Linked DNA regions of Anser cygnoides: region 1 is linked to region 2. A link is a contact called in public Hi-C data. All regions are on one chromosome and are shown on one strand. The core of a region is the stretch at or near the end of the contact, and the rest is flanking DNA. Distances in the headings are between cores, read along the strand shown.

Region 1 (3,390 bases), core at 539-3,038, 52 kb before region 2:
GGCCCCGGCTGCTCCCGAGGGCGTGGATGGTGTCCCACGGCTGGGACCGCGTGGCCCCGGGGGCGGCGAGGGCGTCCTGGCCGCTGCAGAGCGCAACCGCAGCGCCCGGTGGGGTGCCAGGGCCCGGCCAGCCCAGGCGGCGGGGGGAGCCCCATGGAGATGTGCAAGGGGAGAGGAACACGGAGCTGGAGCGGGCTGCGGCCCCTCCGAGGCACGGCCACGTCCCGCTGTGGCAAGGCCAGGGCAGAGCAGCCGGGGCAGGGCTGCCGCCGCACACATCCAGCCCGCAGCCCGGGGCGGTTTGCAGCACCCCCGCGGCTGGCACAGCAGCAAGGAGCCCGCTCTGTGCGTTATTCAGCAGAGCATCGCTGTCTTTCCAAACGGGAGACTGCTTTAGATTTCATTTGGAATATCTCTGAGACTCCAAACCCATTATTTTAGCTTCAGAAAAATAACGCAGCTACCATTGATTTCCAATGGGGCAGTCAGGAGTGCTGAAAGCTTTCCAGAAATTGCATTACGTTCTCAGTTACTTCTGCATTCTCACTACAGATTTGTTTTCTAAGACAGACGGGCAGAGGAGCCTGAGCCAAGCGTTTCGCTTCAGAAGGATGGCAGTGATGAGGATTAGAGTCAACACGAAAGCAGATTAAAAGAAAAATGTAGGGCAAAGATTAACCATTTGAATTCATATTCAGAAAGAAAAGAGCTCCAAAATGACTGACTACTGCTGTTAGCTCTTTCCTTCTCCTCTCTTAGCTGCTGGTAGTCTAGTAGTCTGTGGTATTAATTCAAAAGAAATTGTAAATGTTCGCAGGTTAAAGGCAAGCTCCAGCAGGTCCCTGAGCTCGCCCTGTCGCTGTCCCTGGCGGGCTCGGCAGGGTGCTGTGGGCGCACGGGGGCCGTGGCCACGCAGTGTGCGCATCCCGTGGGGTGCTTCGGTGCCCGTTTGTCCGCGGGAACGCTCCGGCGGTTTGTTCCCGAGGTAGGGGGTGAAGTGCTTTCTGCACTGCAGCCACCCCGCTGTGGTGCCCCGGGGGCTGTGGGGGGCCCTCCCTGCTGTACGAGCCCTGAAGGGCTGGGTGCTGGGGAGCTGGGGGCCCTGGGGGAGCCTCGGCCCTTTGGCAGGAGAGCCGTGGGCCACCGGGCTGCGCACAGTGACAGGTTTGAAGAGGCTTTTGGAGCGTACGTAGTGCTGCAACAGTGCAGCAGCGTCCTGCTCCAGGCACAGCGCAGGGACAAGGACGTCCCACTTGCGTAATGTGCAGAGGCAGGGAGCGCAGGCTGGAAGCAGTACATTATGAAATACTTCAGGCTGCAGTTTACACTTTGGTCTATTTTCAGTCCCTTGCTTTGCTCTTTGTCCTGATTTAAAGCACCGAAAATGGTTCCAAAAAAAGAAGTCCCCATGGGTGTGAGGGAGCCTCTCCTGCCTGCGGTGGGGCAGGACCTGCGACTGCACCAGTCACATCCCAGGGGCAGGGGCTGCTGCAGGTCCCGAGGCTGCCTAATAACTCACGGATTGCCAGGCACCGGGCTCTGGACCAGCCGCGGCTGGGAGCGCTGGGGCGGGCGCCGTGGCCGGGCAGAGGAGCCAGGGCTCAGCCCCGGCAGGTGCCGGGCGAGCGGCAGCCTGGGCAGCAGGAAAGGGGAAGCAGCGAAGGCGCCGGGCAGGGGCAGGGGCTTGGGCTCATCCCTGTTTGATTTCTCTCCTAGAGCTGACCCACGACCTTGAAATGAAAGAGCTGGAAGCCCGCCAGCAAGGTAGGATCTCGCGGTTTGCATGCGCTAAGTGGGGTGTGTGGGGTGCGGGCTGCCCGCACGGGGCCTGGGGGCACGGGGTCCCCTTGCCCTCAGGGGTGGTGGGGCTGGGAAGCCCACGTGCACAGTTCACAGCCTCTTAGCACCGAGGTTAAAGGGCCTCAAATGCCTGTGCAAAAAAAAAAAGGGTTTTGCATGTGAAAGCAAGGATCCATAGGGTTTGCTTTGCTAATCCCCTTACACAGAGCCTTAGGGGTAGTCCACGGACCCCCAGGGAGCATCTCAAAGCCTGCAAAGCCTTGAGCCACAGGAAAAAGCAAACAAGGGGGTTATCGGTTACCCCCTGAGCTCCTCTCACCCCTGCAGACCATCCTGAAGGCACCACCAGTTCCTCACTATGACCCGCAAAATAATCTTCCACGTTCCATAATAAGGGGAGAGGATTGCTGGTGCACCCAGAATGTCTGCAAGCTGCTGGCATGAGCCTTGTGGGCCGGGATCAGCGCTGCAGAGCTGGCCAAGGCGCATTTCTCAATGTGCTAACCCCCAGGTCCCGGTGTGGATCGGTGGCGAGGGAGGTGCCCATGCTGCCCCTGCCCAGGCCCTGCAGAAATGCATCCCTCAGAACCACCCCGGGCTCCCCTGCCCGGCGTTACTGCCCCATCCTCATGGCCACCGCCTCTCCCGGGGCCTGGCCGCTGACCCGAGCCCAGCCCCGCGTCCCTGCCCGTGCTGCAGGGACCGTCTGCAGTGAGCACTGCCCGCAGGCCTCTGCCCATCGTTCAGCCTTTTAACAGCTTAGGAGTACGAGCACATTTGCTACATTTATGGGGCAACAACCTAAATTAAGATGCCATCAAATGATCGCTCTTCAAATGCCACTCATGTAATAATTACCGTGTGCAGCTGCCTCCCTTAAGATCTCATTAGAAAGCATTTTTCCTCTGCAGAAGACACTTAAGAGCTGAAGCTATAAAGTGGTTGCAAAGCGTATCATAAAAAGCAGAGCTTTTTCACAGCCACGGGAGTGCGCCTGGGCATGCCGTGTGCGCTGCGCTGGTCCCCAGTGACGGGCGCTGCCCTCCTCGGCCCCACGGGAGGGCTGCGTGGGGGGCTCGCGGCCCGGCCTGCCGGGGGCACCTTGCCTGGTGCAGAGGTGGGTCCCCACGGGGACACACGTGGCCGTGGGGCAGGACTTGTCCTCATACTGGGCACCCTCGGTGGGCCGGTGCGTTTCCACAGCAGGCTGAAGGCTGCCTGGAGGAGCCCCGAGAGATGGGCCGCTGTGGCTGCCGTGCTCCCCAAAGCCCTGTCCCCAGCCCCTCCGCCCTTTCAGGATCATTGGGCAGAAGGGAGTAGGGAAATGCAAAGTTTTGTTACCCAAATTGCTCTACAGATGGACAATTAAAAAATGCAGTCTCTCGATGCTACTACGGCGGGGTAGAAGGCAGGATGGGTGCGTGGCTCGGTGGCCGGTGCCGTGCCCCCGCAGGCAGGTGAGGGAGCCGTGGCTGGAGCTGCCACAGGGCCCACACAGGCTGGCTGGAGCGGTGCAGGGTGCTCGGGAGCAGCGTGCAGGGCTGGTGTGAAATCACGCTTTTTTGGGTGCCACCGGCGTGACTCAGCAGG
Region 2 (3,526 bases), core at 156-2,655:
ATGCAGAAGAAAGGATCCTTCTTGGGGGCGACTGTAGGAAATTAACCACTATACCCCTCACCAATTTCTTAGTGTGTACACCCTCCAGACAACCCTATGTTGGTCAAGGATTTTTATTTTTAAAAGGGACAGTTTAAAAAGCCATGTATTAAACAAAATGAATAAAAAAGCACAATTTCATCTGTTAAAATATCAGACTGGTACTTCAGTATACTGGAAATTTTAAAGTGGATTTTTAAAAAGACCTGGTTAGTTCAGTAAGTATTGGAATTCTTAGTTATCTATAATGAAATTTGTCACAAAATGGTGATTAAAACATTAATTTATAATATTTTCATTCACTGCAGGTCAAAATTTATAACTTTAGGGATATGCAAGTTAAAAATTGTATACACCAGACAATGCAAATACTAATAACCAAGTTGGGCTAGTTTTGTTGATATGATTTATTTTTTCATTTTTAAAAGTTTACTTGATAGGATCATTCCAACAGATGGACTTGGTTTTGTTGATGGTGTTTTCTTTTTCTTTTAGAAGCCTGTATCAATTTGTATCTGCCATTATAATCTGATCCTCAAGGTATTTAGTGCTTTCTTTAAAGCATTTAAATACTGTATCCCAAGATTTCTCAGTATGCGAACCACTAAGTTTTTATTCAAGCCACATTGTCTTGTCAAGGTAAATATAACCTCATATTCAAAAGGGTTTCCAAGGAGGCACTAAAGAAAACAAGAAACCTTTGCATACCCCAAACCTCCTGCATGTGAATATAAGGGAAGTGTACTTTGATACTCTTGTGTAATAGGAATTGCACATCTCTAACAAACATTGAAAGCAAACAGCAAGTTGTACCATGGCAGTCATTTGGGAGATTAAGCTCTATTGGAAATTAGATCACTAAGTTCTAGTGGGATGGACAACTCCTCCTGGAAGTTCGTCTAGCATTAAAAAAAAACATTTAAACTTAGTTTAACAGCACAGCTTAACCATTGAATGACCAAATAAAAAATAAATACATTTATCACATCAGCTGCTACTAAGATTTGTTGTCTTATTTCAGGTTTACAGTTATATAAATATACCAACCCTTGTGTGATAGGAGGCCAAAACAAGTGTATTCTGTTGATTTGGCAAATGTTTCATGACAAATATTCCAAAGTTTAATTAATTTCCATTAATTACATATAAGGTTCAGAAGATTCTGAATTGCAGCCATATTATCTAGTATTCTTAGAGAAGATTTATTAAGCACACTTAAGTGATGTTACATAGATACACATTTCTGAAAGAGCCCTACAAAACTTTTCCCAAATGAGGTCACCAATTCAGGCACCAACAGACAGCAGAAAGAAAAACAGGTATAATTATCCGACATAGAACGACACTGTCAACTATTCAGTTAAGTGCCCTATTTTCAATTATCCAACTTCTGCCTTCTTAGGTCTGATGTGACCAATGCCAGCCCATGTTCTTAAACCTATGGTACTTCTAGACAACGTATGTAAATTTACAGTATACAATTTGGATTCACCATGCATGAATACTTTGTGTGTAACATTTAATAAGCTCAATCTACATCCAGAATAATTTACATGAAAGGACAATATTTATTTAAACAGAGCTCAATGGGTAACCATGGTATCTGAGTGCATCCAGAGGAAAAAGGGGTCAAATGTGAATTCAATCAACGGCACTCCCACACTTTTACTGTTTGATCTACACTTCCAGTAACCACATATGGTGCCGTCTTGTGGAAATCTGTGAGGAAAGAAAAGTGTATGTTAAGAATGAATGCAATTTAGTATTTCCCTCTCTCACTGAATGCCATTACTTTTCCCCCAAAAATGACACCGTTTCAAAGACTAAATTTCAAAGTTCTGCATATCCAGTTTTGAAGGCAAATTCTCTAATGTAAAGTTTTGTGAAGCAAGAAAATCTATTTTCAGTTCAGTTATAAAGGAGCTTCCATGGAAAAGAAATCTGATCAAGTTATAACAGAGACAAGTCTGAAATACCTCAAAAGTGATAAAGCCCTTGAACATTACCGGAAGACAACATCATTATTTACATATAAGTTTAGAATCAGAAGTCAAGAAACTTTTGCTTTTTGCTGTAGACAGTAGAGCTGATGTTTAAAAAAAAGTGTAGTGTTGCTCACGAGATCCCAAATTATGTCATATATGCAAGTAAGTTTTGGACTGGGTGGGTCAGCAGACAGTACTCAAGTTTATCCATGAAGAGTCAAGAGTCAAAAGGCTGGGGGAAAAATGGCTGGAAAGCTGCCAATTGGAAAGGGACCTGGGGGTATTGGTTGATAGTCGGCTGAATATGAGGCAGCAGTGTGCCCAGGTGGCCAAGAAGGCCAATGGCATCCTGGCTTGGATCCGAATCAGCACGACTAGGGAACTTATCGTTCCCCTGTACTCAGCTCTGGTGAGGCCGCACCTCAAGTACTGTGTTCAGTTCTGGGACCCTCACTACAAGAAGGACATCGAGGCCCTGGAGCATGCCCAAAGAAGGGCAATGAAGCTGGTGAAGGGTCTAGAGAACAAGTCTTGTGAGGAGTGACTGAAGGAGCTGGCGTTGTTTAACTTGGAGAGAAGACGTTTCAGGGGAGACCTTATCACACTTTACAATTACCTTACAGCAAGCTATAAGCAAGGTGGGGATTGGTCTCTTCTTCCAAGCACTAAGTGAAAGACAGAAGGAATTGGCTTTGAAATGCACCAGGGGAGGTTTAGGTTGGATATCTGGAAAAATTTTCTTCGCTGAAAGGGTTGTGAAGTATTGGAACAGACTGCCCAGGGAAGAAGTTGAGTCACCAACCCCGAAAGTCTTCAAAAAAACATGTACACGTACTACTTAGTGACATGGTTTAATGTTGGACTTGGCAGTGCTAGATTAAAGGATGGACCAGATATCTTAAGAGGTCTTTTCCAACCTAAATGATTCTATGATTCGGAACACCTAATTGTACAGAAAAGGTTCAGCAAATAAATCCATGAACTGAAACAGACAATTCCAAGGATCTAATGTTAACACTTATGTTCTTTAACCTTTCTTTAGCCCTTGTTGATCAGCTGCTTTCAATAAATTAAGAGTGAAGTTGAGTCAGAAACCCCGAATCTTGATTAGAACTACTAGTTTTATTAGAAAACCTTAGTAGCCAATTCCAGGTCCACTGCTAACCTAGCATACACAGCTTTAATGAAGAAACTAGAAACTGCCCAAGGAGTACAGAGAAAGAAACAATACAGAAGATTCCAGAGTAAAGCTAGTTTTGTTGAGTGAGGAGTGTTTTTGCTAGGGTGGGGGGGGGGGGGGAACTGACATCTATCAAGTTCTGGTAATACTAAACTGGAATGCCCAGTAATTACAATTAACATTATTTCCTGACTCTTTTACCTCGTCCCCTGCCTTTTTTGTTGTTGGCAAGCATTTGTAACACAGCGCTGCCCCAAATCCCTGCACACTCAGCAATGAAGGGTTCCAGAACACCTTGACAGTTAATGTCTTCGTCCAACGT

The links. A called contact is a pair of places that touch in the nucleus more often than the background predicts.
Region 1: a contact with region 2 is called in a Hi-C map of liver, with 6 times the contacts expected there. The contact joins the promoter of CCDC92B here to the enhancer-like site in region 2. A contact is called at or near these places in 3 of 7 Hi-C or Micro-C datasets (all in liver).

What each region holds. Positions count from the first base shown.
Region 1 is chr18:12,521,311-12,524,700 of Taihu_goose_T2T_genome, reverse strand. CCDC92B (coiled-coil domain containing 92B) reads left to right here and starts at 1,788. Exons shown (of 1, transcript XM_048074055.2): 1 at 1,788-3,390. CLUH (clustered mitochondria homolog) reads left to right here. Exons shown (of 28, transcript XM_066979502.1): 3 at 1,717-1,764.
Region 2 is chr18:12,468,975-12,472,500 of Taihu_goose_T2T_genome, reverse strand. It overlaps PAFAH1B1 (platelet activating factor acetylhydrolase 1b regulatory subunit 1), which reads right to left. Exons shown (of 11, transcript XM_066979524.1): 11 at 1-1,758. The coding sequence ends at 1,685. Among named protein-coding and RNA genes, the nearest start is that of PAFAH1B1, 32 kb to the right of the region's middle. Within about 2 kb of position 1,405, at least 1 of the 3 cell types and tissues checked has open chromatin away from gene starts, as enhancers often do. A contact at or near this core is called in liver, where this site is marked.